Regions from separate parts of the Mus musculus genome. Here all the other regions are linked to region 1. Evidence: chromatin contacts called from public HiChIP or PLAC-seq and promoter capture Hi-C data. All regions are on one chromosome and are shown on one strand. The core of a region is the stretch at or near the end of the contact, and the rest is flanking DNA. Distances in the headings are between cores, read along the strand shown.

Region 1 (4,303 bases), core at 722-3,221:
ATATATCCCACCTTTTAAAAATATTTCCTGCTTGGGAAGCATTTTAACATTCAAACCAGCTTCATCAGCTCACTCTTAAAGTATGCACATGGATCAAATAAGAAATGAAAATTAACTAATTAGTAACATTTGCATACATTTACAAATGTATACACTGCTGATGAATTAAGTAAAACAAGCTAACATTTTGAGTTGTCAGGAAAAGTCACCTATGCTCTTCCAAATAGAACCATTTTCTTTAATGTTTTTGATATACACAAACTACTGGTATGCAAAAAATGAGCTGGTAGAAAAACACCACCTAACAGGTATTCTGAAAACTTAGGAGTTAGTTTGTGGTCCAGTGATCTAGCACTTGCCCTCAGTTGTGAAGTCTTGAATCTATGCACACAAACAAATGTGGAGACCAATGGTTAGGAATACAGCTCAGTGGTGCTTGCCCTAAAAATGCCAAAGACCTCAAACAAAGCAAAAAATGCGCCTTGTCAGTAAAAGTCAAAGGTCCAATTATAGCAGTCTTCTCTGAATATTTGAAGTACTGCCTGCACATCTCAAGGTCCAAATTTTGGCCTACAGAAATAAAAAATACAATTTTTGATATATATATATACACACACACACACACATACATACACACACACCAACCTACTTAGGGAGTGAGCAGAACAACCCAATCAATTTAATAAAGCTTAAAGAAACTGTTAAGCAACTAGCTTCTTTTAAACAGAGAGAAATGTAAACTATTACATGACTAATAACACTCCACATTATTAAAATTAAAGAGTGGGGTCCCTAAGGTGTTTTTGTTTGTCTCATCAAGTTGTTCAGGCTGGCCTTGATTGGTGACCCTTTCTCTTCAGCCCGGGATTATAGACATTGTGACACCAAATCAGGAGTTACACTTTTAGGTAAGTTAGAAGCAGCCTTTCTAAGTATCTGTGCAGTTCCTCTTATGGCTATCTTTTAAAACTTATAAAAAAGGTTTCCTCGAACTGTCCAGTATCTGTTACAAAATAGCAATTACTAGTCATCATATTCTTTATACAATGGGAATGACACTAACACAAATCTTATCCTTTCTGGATTTAGCTTCTGAAAGTTAATATGGACCTTCCAAATTTTCAAAACACTGTATTATTTCTTAAATGTTCTGGTGATCAAAAACAAACAAACAAAGAGAGTCTTTACTTAATCTTTACTTAGCGCAAGTAATGTATTCGTGCTAAGAAATCAAACTGAGTGCACAGGGTGGTGCTTCCATAAGGTTTTCCAAAACAATTAGACAACGGATGCCCGCTACGGTTGACTTTGTTCGACATCAAGAGGAAACACGGAAAAAATCAGTTCGTTTCTCCTAAAGGCGAACGGGGTTCAGAAACCATCTTCTCCTCAACAGAATCCTCCTCCCCCAAAGGCCCGGCCGCTTCCAGTCGCTCAGGAACATGAGAAAACTTCTAAGGCCCTGAGGTTAACATCTCGCATTTGAGTTTTAGGAGTGTCCCTAACACCAAGGGCCTGTGTCACTGAGGCATGCACGCCAGCCGCTGTCCTACGGGAGGAAAAGGTCGGGAGGACCGGAGCCCGCGGTCGATTTTATTCCCGGGGATCCTGGCTCTGCGCCCGTCCCTCCCTAACCCTAACCTGACAGGCCCTCGCGCTGCGCCTCCCCCTTCCCTAACCAGAGGTCCCACCTACCACGCCGCAGCGCTCCGTCTCCCGGTTCTGAAGCCTCCAAAACGAACCTAGCTCCCGGGAGCCGAGGCTGCCGTCGCTGCCGCCATATTACAGCTTGTGCGGCAAAATGCGTCAGGGAGGAGGTGTGCGCCCGAGCCGGGAGGGCGGGGGCTGGAGAGGAAGAGCCGCTTCCTTCGCCCCGGGGCTCGGCTGCAAGCCGCCGGGCCACCACGGGGCCCCAGGCCGCGCCGCGGTCCCCGGGGCCACCCCTCCGAGCCCGAGCAGCCCAGAGACCTCGACGGAAAGACGGTTACCTCGGCCCAGAGGCCCGCCGCGGCTCCGCCCCTCGCCCTGAGCCCTTCCCGCTCTCGTCCCCAAGGCCCGCAGAAGACGCCGCCGCGCCGACAGACGCTCTCGCATCCCTCACCTGCCCCGCCGCGGGCTTCTCGTCTCCCGGCCCGGTCCTGGAAAGCGCTTCAAATCTACCGCCGTCAGGAAAGGCGCTAAAGCCCACTAACCGCCTCCCTCCCCCACAGCCCAGGCCAGGCGTGGAGGGAAGGTGTCGCGCCGGAAGTACGTCAGGGATGGGTGCCGGCGACTCCCGGCGTTCCCGGGCTGACGTCAGCATCTTCTCCTTGAGCTTGTAGGGTCTCTTCTGCCTTTTAAAATACGTTCCCGACGGGTCGCTTGATGGTTTCTGAGAGTTGATTGGATCGGTGTGGATCCGTCAGAATGTCACAGCGCTCCCGAAATGATGCGCATCACTTTATAAACAGTGACATCCTCTGTCGAGGTATTTAGAGAGACGTTCTGCCTCCAAGGAACCTTCAGCAAACGCTCAAAAGCTAGTAACAAAGATGAGCTACTTTCGGGACGTGGTAGCGCATGCCTTTAATCCCAGTAGTCGGGGATTAACATTTTATTGAGACCGGGTCTTACTATATACCTTGGCTGCCTTGGAGCTCTCTACGTAGATCAGGCTGACATCAAACTCTTTAAGAGATTACCCTGCCTCTGCCTCTTATCCCAAATGCCTGGTCCTATTTTAATATGGTTGTATTTGTGCCTGTGTGTATATGCACTGTATATCTATAACTGCTTGCAGAGGTCAGAACAGGGTGTCAGATCCTCCCCGTCCCCAAACTGGAGTTAAAAGCATTACGAGACACTCAATATGGGTCTTCCTTCAAGAGCCACAAGTGCTCCTAATGGCTGAGCCATCTCGCCAGCCCTTGGCCATGTGATTTAATTTTCGAGGATGAAATTTGAGACAAAGTGGCATGCTGCTCTAGGCTTTAAGACATTGCCTCTTATTTTCTTCATTTGCCAATATATTCTAATCATCCACAAACAAGGAACTGGCAGGCATTAGAATAACATAATGGAAGGAATTTAGATCCCAGAATAACTACATGGAGCAGAAATGCCTCCTATCGGGCTCATTCACCTAAGATCTTAATTTGTGAGAGAAATCGATCTTTTAAAGCCAGAAACAAACAAAAAGGAATTCCATTGTAAAAATTAAATCTAGGATGCCACACAGTGGCGGTGGACATCTTTGATCCCAGCACTTAGGAGGCAGAGGTAGTCGGATCTCTAAGATTGAGGCTACAGAGACCTACACAGAATTTAGAAGATTGAAGTAAGGCAGAGTGTTGTACAGTTATTTCATCTGGACAGAAATGTTTCCTCCTGGAGGGAAATCAGGATGAAACTCCCAAAACTCACAAGCAAGTTTCAGGAACTCGGGCTGGAGACATAGCAAATTGGAGCTCTTGCTGTGCAACTGCGAGGCCCAGAATTCAGATCCGTACACCCACATAATAAGAGAGGCTTCGTGTGCAAACCTGTAATCCCAGCTCAAAAAAAGTGAATAGAGATAGGTCCCAAGACTCTCTGGCTTCCAGCCTAGCTGAGAACATCCCAGATTTGGGGAGAAAACTTGACTCAAAATGATTAGATAGAGAACAATAGACAAGGCCACACAGTGTCCTCTCTGACGGCAATGCACATGCATTTGAATACACATGTTCAAGCTCACATGCATGGACATAGACATATACAGAGAAATGAACAGATATATCTTTTAAAAATTGCAAACATTGCTAGGAAATGGTTGTGCACACTTCTAATCCCAGCAGAGGCAGGCAGATCTCTATGAAGTTGAGGGCAGTCTGGTCTACAGAGTTGAGTTTCTGGACAGCCAGGGCTACACAGAGAAGCCCTGCCTGGGGATGGGCATAAATAAACAAGAAAGCTTTGAAGCTCTCAGGAACCCTCTCTCTTGTTAGATGAGCCGAACAGTTTGCTGGAGAGAAGAGACCGTTTGCTGGGCTGCCTGGAAGCAGCTCTTGTAAATTGTCACCTAGACTGAGGGAATTGTTTGGTGATGTAGCTGCCTTACAGACACTCATTATCCTTTAAGTAAGCCCTCACCTGTGTTTGTAGAAGAAACCCCAGTACGTTTATGAGTTCACTAAGATAGACTTGAGTGAAATTGTTCCTTTGGTCTGTCATCAGTATCCTCACTAAACATGAATAGACTTTTGTTCATATCTTCCCAGGAAAAGAACACAACACGCTAGGAGCCGAAACAGGGTTTGAAAGAACCAAAGATGCATTTGAGAGG
Region 2 (4,196 bases), core at 110-2,609, 1.1 Mb before region 1:
TACAGTTTATCTGAAGAAAACATTACGATGAGAAATGCAAAGTCATAAAAATAAAAAATAGAAATGACATTTTGGTCCCCCTGGTAATCATGTCATTTCCTTATGCCTGCACAGTTGCTCTATAGCATAATCATTTTAGTGTTCTATTCAATTTGGTTTAAAGAGAGCAGTAACCTTGTCGTATTTTTCCTGGACTACCAGACTTGCTCTTTTATGAACAAGATGGCCAATCGCTGGTGTGTGTACGTGGGTGTGCAGAAAGCTATGCTCTATCTATAAATTTTAGCAAATGCTGTAATTTGTTTTGGGAATTCGTCGTCAATACTCAACAGCGGCACCAGAAACTGGAAATTTCTAGAAACTATACCTTCTTCAAGATGAACACTATAGTTTTTTTGTTTTTTGTGTTTTTTACTGTGAATTCAGTAGTCAACATTTTCTATTTAGATTTTCCACTTCTGTGAAAACAAAGAACAAACAGCTATACCACACACTCAGGCTACCCCACCGGTAGGGTTTCTCAATTCTTTTGGTAGATTGTTTTAAGGAAAGTTTTATTTTCTTAGGTTCTTTTTTTTTTAATTCCGTGACTACTCCTGTTTTGCAGATGGATAAGTGCACACTGCTCTTTCTTTCTTTTTCTTTCTTTCTTTCTTTCTTTCTTTCTTTCTTTCTTTCTTTCTTTCTTTCTTTCTTTCTTTCTTTCTTTCTTTCTTTCTTTCTCCTTCTTCTCCTTCTTCTCTTTCTTCTTTTTCTCCTGAAGGGCAAGAAGCAACTCTCAACTTTTCAGTTCCATTTTGAGACTCCGGAGCCAGGCGAGAGCAGAGGCGTCTCGGGCAGGCTGGGTGTGGGGCGCGCTTCGGAGCAGGCGCGCCGCGGCGAGGGGGAGGCAGGTGGCAGCGGGGGCGCGCCTCCCTCCGGCCGGCTCCGCGCACGCGACTCGCCGCTCCGCGCCGCGCCGCGGGCCCCGCGCCTCCCAGCGCGCTCGCGCCCTCCCCGCCCTCGCCCCGCCCGGGCAGGGCCCTCCCCCCTCCCCCCTGCCGGCCCCGCGGCCGCCGCCGCCGCCGCTGCTACCGGAGGCGCAGGAGCCTCGCGATAGTGTTTGCATTGGCGGCGCGTGACGCCGCCGCCGCCGCCGCCCGTAACTGATGCAGAGGTTACCCCGCCGCCTCAGCCGCCACCCACCGCCCGCCACCGCCCGGGCGACGCCGGGGCCCGACGCACTGCAGAGGTGCCGGCAGGTTCCGCCCGCGGAAGTGGCCTCGGTCGGCGCGGCCCGCGCTCCGCCCGCGCTCCGGCCCCGGCCCCGCGGCCCCGGCCACTCGCCTCCCCTCGGCGCTACCCTCCCCGCCCGCCCTCCGCCCGGCGCGCTCCCTCGGCGGCGCGGCGCTCCCCTCCCAGCCCTCGCGCCCGCGCTCGCCCTCAGCGCGGCCCCCGCCATGACGGAGGCGGGTGCCGGTGCCGCCGCCGTCGCAGGGGGGGAGTCGGGCTCCCAGAAAGTAGCTTGATGAGTGTCCAAAGTAGCAGTGGAAGTTTGGAGGGGCCGCCATCTTGGTCCCGGCTCTCCACGTCTCCAACCCCGGGCTCGGCGGCGGCGGCCAGGTCCCTGCTGAATCACACGCCGCCATCCGGGAGGCCCAGGGAAGGTAAGCGCCGCCGCGCCCTCCCGCGGGCTCCCTCGGCCCGCGCGGACCCCGGGCTGGGGTGGGGGGTGGCGGTTCGCGGGCGGGAGGCCTGCCCTGGCTCCCTGAGCCTCCTGGCCTCGGGGCTCGGGTGGGTTTGCCCTCGCGGTGCAGCCTCGGCGCGCGAGCCCCCTCCCCTAGCCCGCACTCCTCCCATAGAGGCGGTCCCCGCGCCGCAAGCCGGGCCGCCGGGACCGGTTAAGATGCCCCTCGCCCGCCTCCCGCATGCTCTGGGCTGCCTCGGATCCGAGTCGGATCCCCATCGCGGCCCCTAGAGCGATCCCAACGGCAGACCGACTCGTGGGCAAGGCTGCTCGTGCCACCCCCCCCCCCCCCCCAGATGGTTGCAACTTTCCTTCCTTCGCCATCGGCTCCTGCATGTTTGAACGTTATGCTCGTGGGTTGCAAGTACGCTCGTGTTCCTTTCTGCCCAAGGGTGGTGGGCTTTTTTTTTTTTTTTTTTGGTGGAAATTCCTGCTTGAAGGTTTCTGCAAAACACGCACTGAGATCGGTTACAATTGTTTTCTAAGTTTTCTGGCTCCTTGCATGCAAGTGTTCTGCCACCAGATGTAGCAGTCACACAGCTAGTAAGGCACCTAGTGCTTTTGACTAAAAAATGAACTTGCTGCCTTTAACTTTAAGTATACTCCATAAAATGGAATTCGGGAGAACACTCCTTTACCAGGGAAGAATAAATTTGCATCGGATCTCTTTTAACGCCCTTTTGTCTGGAAAATGCGAAGTCGTATTCGTTAGCAATCGGTAAATGGGCTGTTCGCTCCCGGTTGTCTCGCACAAGGAGATTATCAGCACCTTTAAAAAAAAGAAGAAAACGTTTGAAAGTCCAGCAGTCTAGTAAGCCTTGTAAAGAAATTCAGAGCTTCGGTTTATGAGTCGTTCGGATTATTGTATTTTGAAAATATGTCTATATTTATTATCCATAGCTTTGGTAATTGCTAATCAAATGTTTCTTGCCCGGATCCAGTGGTTGAGGCATAGCATTCTTTGTCATTTTGTTCCCGTGAGCATGTGTGAAAGTGACAATAGGCTCAAAGATTGACGTGAATATGCTCTAGAAAATTCATGGGAAGATTTGATTTATGGCATCCATTAAACATGCCGAATACGTTGACAGACATTTTCCCCTTTCATCTCACCCTGACACTGATTTTTCATTAAAAGAAATAAGAGCTTATTTATTGAATGACTTAAATTAATAATCTGAGTTTTTCCTTCTGTTCTTGAAAGTTTATGTACATGTATAAGCTTGAAAATTTGTAAGTTTAAAATTTAAAGTGTGTGTTGTAAATAGGGCAGTTGGTGCTTGTAGCTTGCTTGTTTCCACTTTGTAGTTTCATTACGATGTCTAATGGTAGTATGAGTTTTGAAAGATTATCGTGGTTTCTAGAGTACTATACCTTTGAAAAATAATTCCTCATTGATTTCTCAAGTGTTTATTGAGCCATTACTATGAGCCAGGACCCGTATGTGATAATCTGCTGAATACATGGTGTTGGTTTAACAGTTGACTTCTGTTATCAGTCCTGGGAATTTGGCAGGCACCAAATTCAGATGGAGTTTCTAAGGAAGGTCAGCCCTAGCTGACCGTCTTAGGTGTGCCGTTCTGCACCCTTCCTGATGATGAAATGTTCTGAATGGTTGGAATAACTTAATTCAAACTTCCAAATAACCAGAAATCCTGCTCCCCTCCCTCAGCAGCTTTTTTTTTTTTTTTTTTTTTTAAATGGGTTTTGTTTTTTGTTGTTAACCTAAAATAGTGAGTCTTAGTTAATACTTGAAATTCTGGGATATAGTCTTGTGAGTTACACTTGACAACAAAGTTTCCATCCTTTTCTCCTTTCCCCTTGAGTCTTATAGTGGACCACTGCTGTATTACAGGGCTACACCCCAGCCCTCATAATTATTAGGTCATTTATTTTTTATTAACCATGTAAATTAAAACTGTTAACCGTCCTCCACCCCTATTCATTTTGAGGCTTGGCACCATGTCTTTAAATTTTACCATTGCCAGAGGAATGATAAAATTATCTGTTGGAAGCCCCCCAAGGATCAAGATGGAGAAGTTTATCATTGAGTAGAGTCCCCTTTTTTGTTACAGGTGTTTAGTACCTTTTGAAGGTATATATGTTAATACGCTGCATAAACTGATTAAATTTAAGAACCTTTTGATTTCAAGGGAGGGCTAGTAAGAAACATAGGAAATGCTGGTGGGATTTGATTGGAAACATTGAGTGACTGTATCAGGACGAGTCTAAACTTTGTTTCTTGAAAACCTGAGCCAAATTAACTTGCAATCACAGAAAAGAAGTTAAGTTCAGATGATGTTTAGGTACATGTATGTTTGTGAACTCTTTTGTCTGCACTTATGTACATACCATATGCATGCCTAGTGCTGAGGAGCTCAGAAGAGGGTCTTTGGATCCCCTGGAACTGGTATGGAACAGAAGGTTGTAAGTTGCCATGTGAATGCCCTACAAGAGCAGCAAGGATACA
Region 3 (4,837 bases), core at 147-2,646, 1.3 Mb before region 1:
ACTTTTGTTTGAACATTTTTTTTCTCTTGGGAAAAAAAAAAAAGTACTTCTAAAACAAAATGCCTGTCTCCTAAGCAGCATCTAATTATTTCACAACCCATTTTCTGGACTCTGATCTTTAAATGGGTATAAAACAGCAAACTGTGCTGAGAAACGTATTATTTTGCCTGTGCTATAATTTTGTGTGAAATAAAAGTATTTACAAAGATGAAGTCCGAAACTTTAGACTTAACGAGTTTTTAAGATCACATGCATTTTCCACCTAGTTTTATTATGGACTCATTTTTTTTTTTTTTTTCATCTTCCAATTTCACTAAGTACTAAAGAAGCCACGTGGTTCTATAAAAACTAGGGTCAGGTGGATTATAGCAAAAAAAAAAAAAAATCATCACCAAGAATTTACCTGCTGACACAGCACCGGTAATTGTCAAAATATATTCTTCCTCTCTCATAGGCTATAGGTGACTTGGAATGAGTTGTCCAAACATTCTTAAATTTAGTACTCTCCTGAAAGACACAAAGAATTTCAGTTTAGGAAAGAACTCAGTCCCCTGCTATGGAACCATTTTCGGTGGGTAGTTGAAATCTACAGTTTTAAAGTACATTGTTTCTCCTTTTTTTTTTTTTTTTTTCTCCCTCTGCCCATAGATGTCGGTTTAGTTGGATGCCCAAGTTTTGAATCGATTGTTTGCAGGAAGGCAAAAGAAGCTTTTTAAAAACTACGCCAGGCGGCGGACCTGAGTACCTATTTTCTAATACCCTAATTGCGGGACACGGATGCCCCTCCCCACGTAAGACCCTCAAAGGGGTATCAGAGCGCGTAAAAAACTGCAGCCCGGCAGGAGGTTGGACCCCGGGCACCCCGACTTCGGCGGGCGTCACCTGGCACACCAGCGCCCGCAGGATGCCCAGGTTCGTCCTCTGCACCACGCCTGCGTCGCGTGCATAGAAGCCCAGAGCCCGGCGACTCAGCCTGCGGCACACATTGGCCTTCCGGGTCCGGCCCATGGAGACTAGGGGTCCGCAGGGCCCAGGAGGGGCGCGCCCCTCACTTCCGCGAGGGGTGGCAGCCGCCACCTGCGAACCTCAAAGGAAGGCTGACGCGGGACCCCGCGCTGGGGACTCGGGGCAGAGATCAAGAGGTAGCGACACACGGATTTGACGCAAAGGAACAGAATCAACGGCGCCTTCCTGGCCCTTCTTTCTGCTCTCGGGATTAACGCTGCACCTCGCGGCCCTCCGTATCCACTCCCTCTCCCGGAAATGTAGTCCCCTTGGCCTTTTCCGCCCCTATGGCTTCTTTTTCAGAACTACAATTCCCGTCAGGCAGAGCGAGGGCTGGCCTGGCCCCGCCCCACCCCTCCCTGCCCCTAGCCCGCCTCTCCTGGCCCTAATAGGCTGCGCCGTAGGGCTGCGCAGTGGGTCGGGTAGCCTTCCGGGCTGCACGCGGTAAACCTGGATAGCTTTGGTGGGTGCTGTGCAGCCACCTGGTGGTGTCGCTTCACCTGTGTGTCCCAGGAAGCAGTCCCTTTCTGCCCTGGTCGTGGGACGACTGCCAACCCCTCCTTTGGCCCTGCAAGGCTCTGGCCACGCGTCCAGAGGGGCGTTGTGGCCAGTGGGACCCTCCAAAGGTACGCCCCGTGGCTTTCCCTCAGCCGCACTTGGGACGTTGTGGATGAGGTTGACTTCAACATTTAGTTGTGTAACCACTATGCTTTTGTATGGTAATTAGTGGTGAAAGTTGCTGTTTTTCCCATCAAAGTAGGATTGAATTTCTCCTTCCCAAAGGCTCGTCCTTGTGTGGCCAGCGGGGACCCTGACTGGTTTTGTGGTAATTGCTGTGTTTTCTTCCTCCTTCCATTTTTCCCCCTTATAGGGAATAAAATATGAAATGTTTGCATTCTTATTGAACTGCCTAAGATAATCCAGGTTGACTTCTCTAAGTAAAAAATAACATTCTCTGTGAACTAGCTCAGCCTGCGTGTTCAAAATTACTAACATACTAAAAATTTCCGTAACTGTATACCAAATGCGACCCGTAACCTCATTGTAAACCCCTTTAGTGTGGTGTCTGCATCTCCCACATAGACTTAATAGACTTGGCATGCCACTCCGTGATCTTAAGTGCTTAAAGAAAAAGTCAGTAAGCACACCAGCTTTCTGATCGACAGAAGTACAGTACAGGATGGATGTGCTGGATCAAACGTTAGCCGTTTCATTTTGTTGTTTTAAATGGAAAACTCTTATACCCTTGATGCATTTCCTTCGGGGTCTGGCTTTTTTGTTTGTTTGTTTGGTTGTTTTGTTGGAGGTTTTTTTTTTCCCCCCCTGATATTTCATGACCTGCTTATAGCATACGGTGGAGTGAGTGCTTTGTATATTTTTAGAAAGCTCCACAATAGTTAATTTGGTCATTCATGAATGCAGCTGTCACTGAAATGCTGGAACCCAGAAAAATATAGCTGGATTTTCTTTGGCTGAAGCGAAATGCAAATCATTGCTGAATTGCACTCATCATTTCCTTTTTGTCTTTCTTGTCGCAGCTCTTGTCTTTCTGTGCTCTCCCACCATGGCTGAGCTTTGGTTTCTGTGCTTGTTTTTCACATGACTTCTAAGATGCCACTATGCTCCACTATTACCACAAAAACAGTAGCAAGTAGTGGGCATATTGTGATCATACCTTCCGCGCATTCACTTTAACATATTAAGTCCCAACAACTGGATGCAGACCACCCATTCAGACATGAGGGCCATGCCCCTCACTTGCTGCTCTACTGTAATGGCGCTGTCTTTCTTGGTTTGGACCAAAGTCCCCCCAGTTTCTCCCAGGTCTGAATGCTTAACCTCTGGAAACTCTGTGCGCTTGAGAAGACTGTTTACTTGCTTCTCCTTCACGTCCACTCTTACCAGGGTGGTACTTCAAGGCCAGTTGCCTCTCAGTGTTTTTCAGGTTTTTCCACGAGGCATCAAGCTTGGCCCCTAAATCATCATAGTAAGTGGTTTCTTTCCTCACAGTCGACAGCCAGTGAGCTGGCTGAGGGACTGCACAATATTCACGGCTTGGGCAGTCCCCATTCTTACCCGGCCTTCTGAATGCTCCCTTCCTGTGCTATTGATCTTACCACTGGGATCCCTAAGGAGAGTCATTAGACCATCTCTGCCTCTCCCACAACCAAGTACTTTTGATTCTATTTCTGTCCAGTCTTTTCATCCCAGTAGTTTTATGCCTTCCTGTTTTCTATCCCATTATTAATTAGCCTTCTGATTGTTCTTCCTGCCTACACTTGGAGACTCTCGATTCCCAACCTGCCGCAGCCTTTTAGAGAGTGATTTCACTAATGCACAAAGCTGTCACATCATTCTTAGTGGCTCCTAGTTACCCACCACAGAATGTCTCAAACCAGAATCCAACCTAGAGTCTTTCATTGTTAAAGTATTTTTGGTATGTTAAATGTATGCAAATATAAAACCATATATAAAACCCTATGTAGCTTTTGTGCAACTATAATAACCAGGCTTTTTGTGAACTAAGTGAAGCAGAGCTATGTAACCAGTAAATTCAAGTGCACACTTATTCTTTTTGTTTGTTTGTTTGTTTTTGCTTTTGTTTTTGTTTTTGTTTTTCCGAGACAGGGTTTCTCTGTATAGCCCTGGCTGTCCTGGAACTCACTCTGTAGACCCAGGCTGGCCTTGAACTCAGAAATCCGCCTACCTCTGCCTCCCAAGTGCTGGGATTAAAGGCGTGCGCCACCACTGCCTGGCTAAGTGACCACTTACTCGTTGTGATCATTTGTACTGTTTTACTGGACCTTAAAAATCCAGAAAGCAAATCCATCTGTCCTGGCCTTCTTGGTACACTTCTCTTGCATTGAGACCTATATATATTTTTCTAATGTTACAGATTAATCAGTGCTCCTAGTATTTATTTAACTCACGATGAGACTTTCCCTTGCTCAATGTGCCTTGACTTTCTTTGACCTTCCCTGGACAACATCATTTACATACAGTAAGTGTCCTAGTTACTTTTTTTCTATTGCTGTAATGAAACACTAAGACCCAAACCCAGGTCCACCAGCACAGGGATGGCAACACCCACCACAGTGGGCTGGGACCTCCCCCATCAATCAGTAGTTAAGAAAAAGACCTACAAGCCTGCCTGCCTGCCTGCCTACAGCCTAAGGCTGTGACCCCAACTATAAAATTATTCTCATTGCTACTTCATAACTGTCATTTTGCTACTGTTAAGAATCATAATGTAAAATCTGTGTTTTCCAATGGTCATAGGTGACCCCCGTGAAAGGGTTGTTTGACCCCAAAAGGGCCTGTGACCCGCAGGTTAAGAGTTGCCATTATGGAGGTATTTTTCTCAATTTAGGTATACTCACTGTTGATTCTAGTTTGTGTCAAGTTGACATAAGACTAGCCAGGACTTGTTAATTAATCTGCATGTTGCTTGTTGGGTAGTGCACCCATAATCTCAAATGTGGGGCCCCAAACCCAAAACAGCAGTCAGATAAAAGGTGGGCATCTAGATGATCTGACCTGTTTTGTTGTTGTTGTTGGTTTTTGTTTGTTTGTTTGTTTGTTTTTGTTAAAATTCTTTTTTCCTTTTTGAAGATTTTTTTTTTTTAAATAAAAGCAAGCATCCATGCAAAGGGATGCTCAATGACAGGACTCTTGAGGCTTGTGACAACAGAGTAGGTTTGTTCTACAATGTCCAGAAGGCTGCTGTGGCTCTTGTGTTAGGAGGGGAATATATTCAGAGCAGTAGGCAGGGACGTAGTAAGTCGTGTCCAGCCTTTCAGGTTGAAGGAAAGAGCCTGGATTCGTTCTGTTG

Evidence for each region. HiChIP or PLAC-seq counts read pairs in DNA pulled down with a chosen protein or histone mark. Capture Hi-C pulls out chosen DNA fragments and counts their contacts.
Region 2: an HNF4G HiChIP or PLAC-seq map of pancreatic cancer cells shows a contact between it and region 1. The contact joins the promoter of Tlk1 here to the promoter of Ppig in region 1. A contact is called at or near these places in 2 of 39 promoter capture datasets (the HPC-7 cell line and erythroid cells) and 1 of 115 datasets of contacts at active chromatin or transcription factors (pancreatic cancer cells).
Region 3: a promoter capture Hi-C map of liver shows a contact between it and region 1, with 2.5 times the contacts expected there. The contact joins the promoter of Mettl8 here to the promoter of Ppig in region 1. A contact is called at or near these places in 2 of 39 promoter capture datasets (liver and pre-B cells) and 3 of 9 other capture datasets (adipose tissue, liver and pancreatic islet).

Annotation. Positions count from the first base shown.
Region 1 is chr2:69,720,756-69,725,058 of GRCm38.p6, reverse strand. Ppig (peptidyl-prolyl isomerase G (cyclophilin G)) reads right to left here and starts at 1,971. Exons shown (of 14, transcript NM_001081086.1): 1 at 1,696-1,971.
Region 2 is chr2:70,822,643-70,826,838 of GRCm38.p6, reverse strand. Tlk1 (tousled-like kinase 1) reads left to right here and starts at 1,359. Exons shown (of 20, transcript NM_172664.3): 1 at 1,359-1,646. The coding sequence starts at 1,508.
Region 3 is chr2:71,052,165-71,057,001 of GRCm38.p6, reverse strand. It overlaps Mettl8 (methyltransferase like 8), which reads left to right and starts at 1,396. Exons shown (of 10, transcript NM_145524.3): 1 at 1,396-1,631. It overlaps Dcaf17 (DDB1 and CUL4 associated factor 17), which reads right to left and starts at 1,258. Exons shown (of 14, transcript NM_001165980.1): 1 at 883-1,258; 2 at 404-507. The coding sequence starts at 1,008.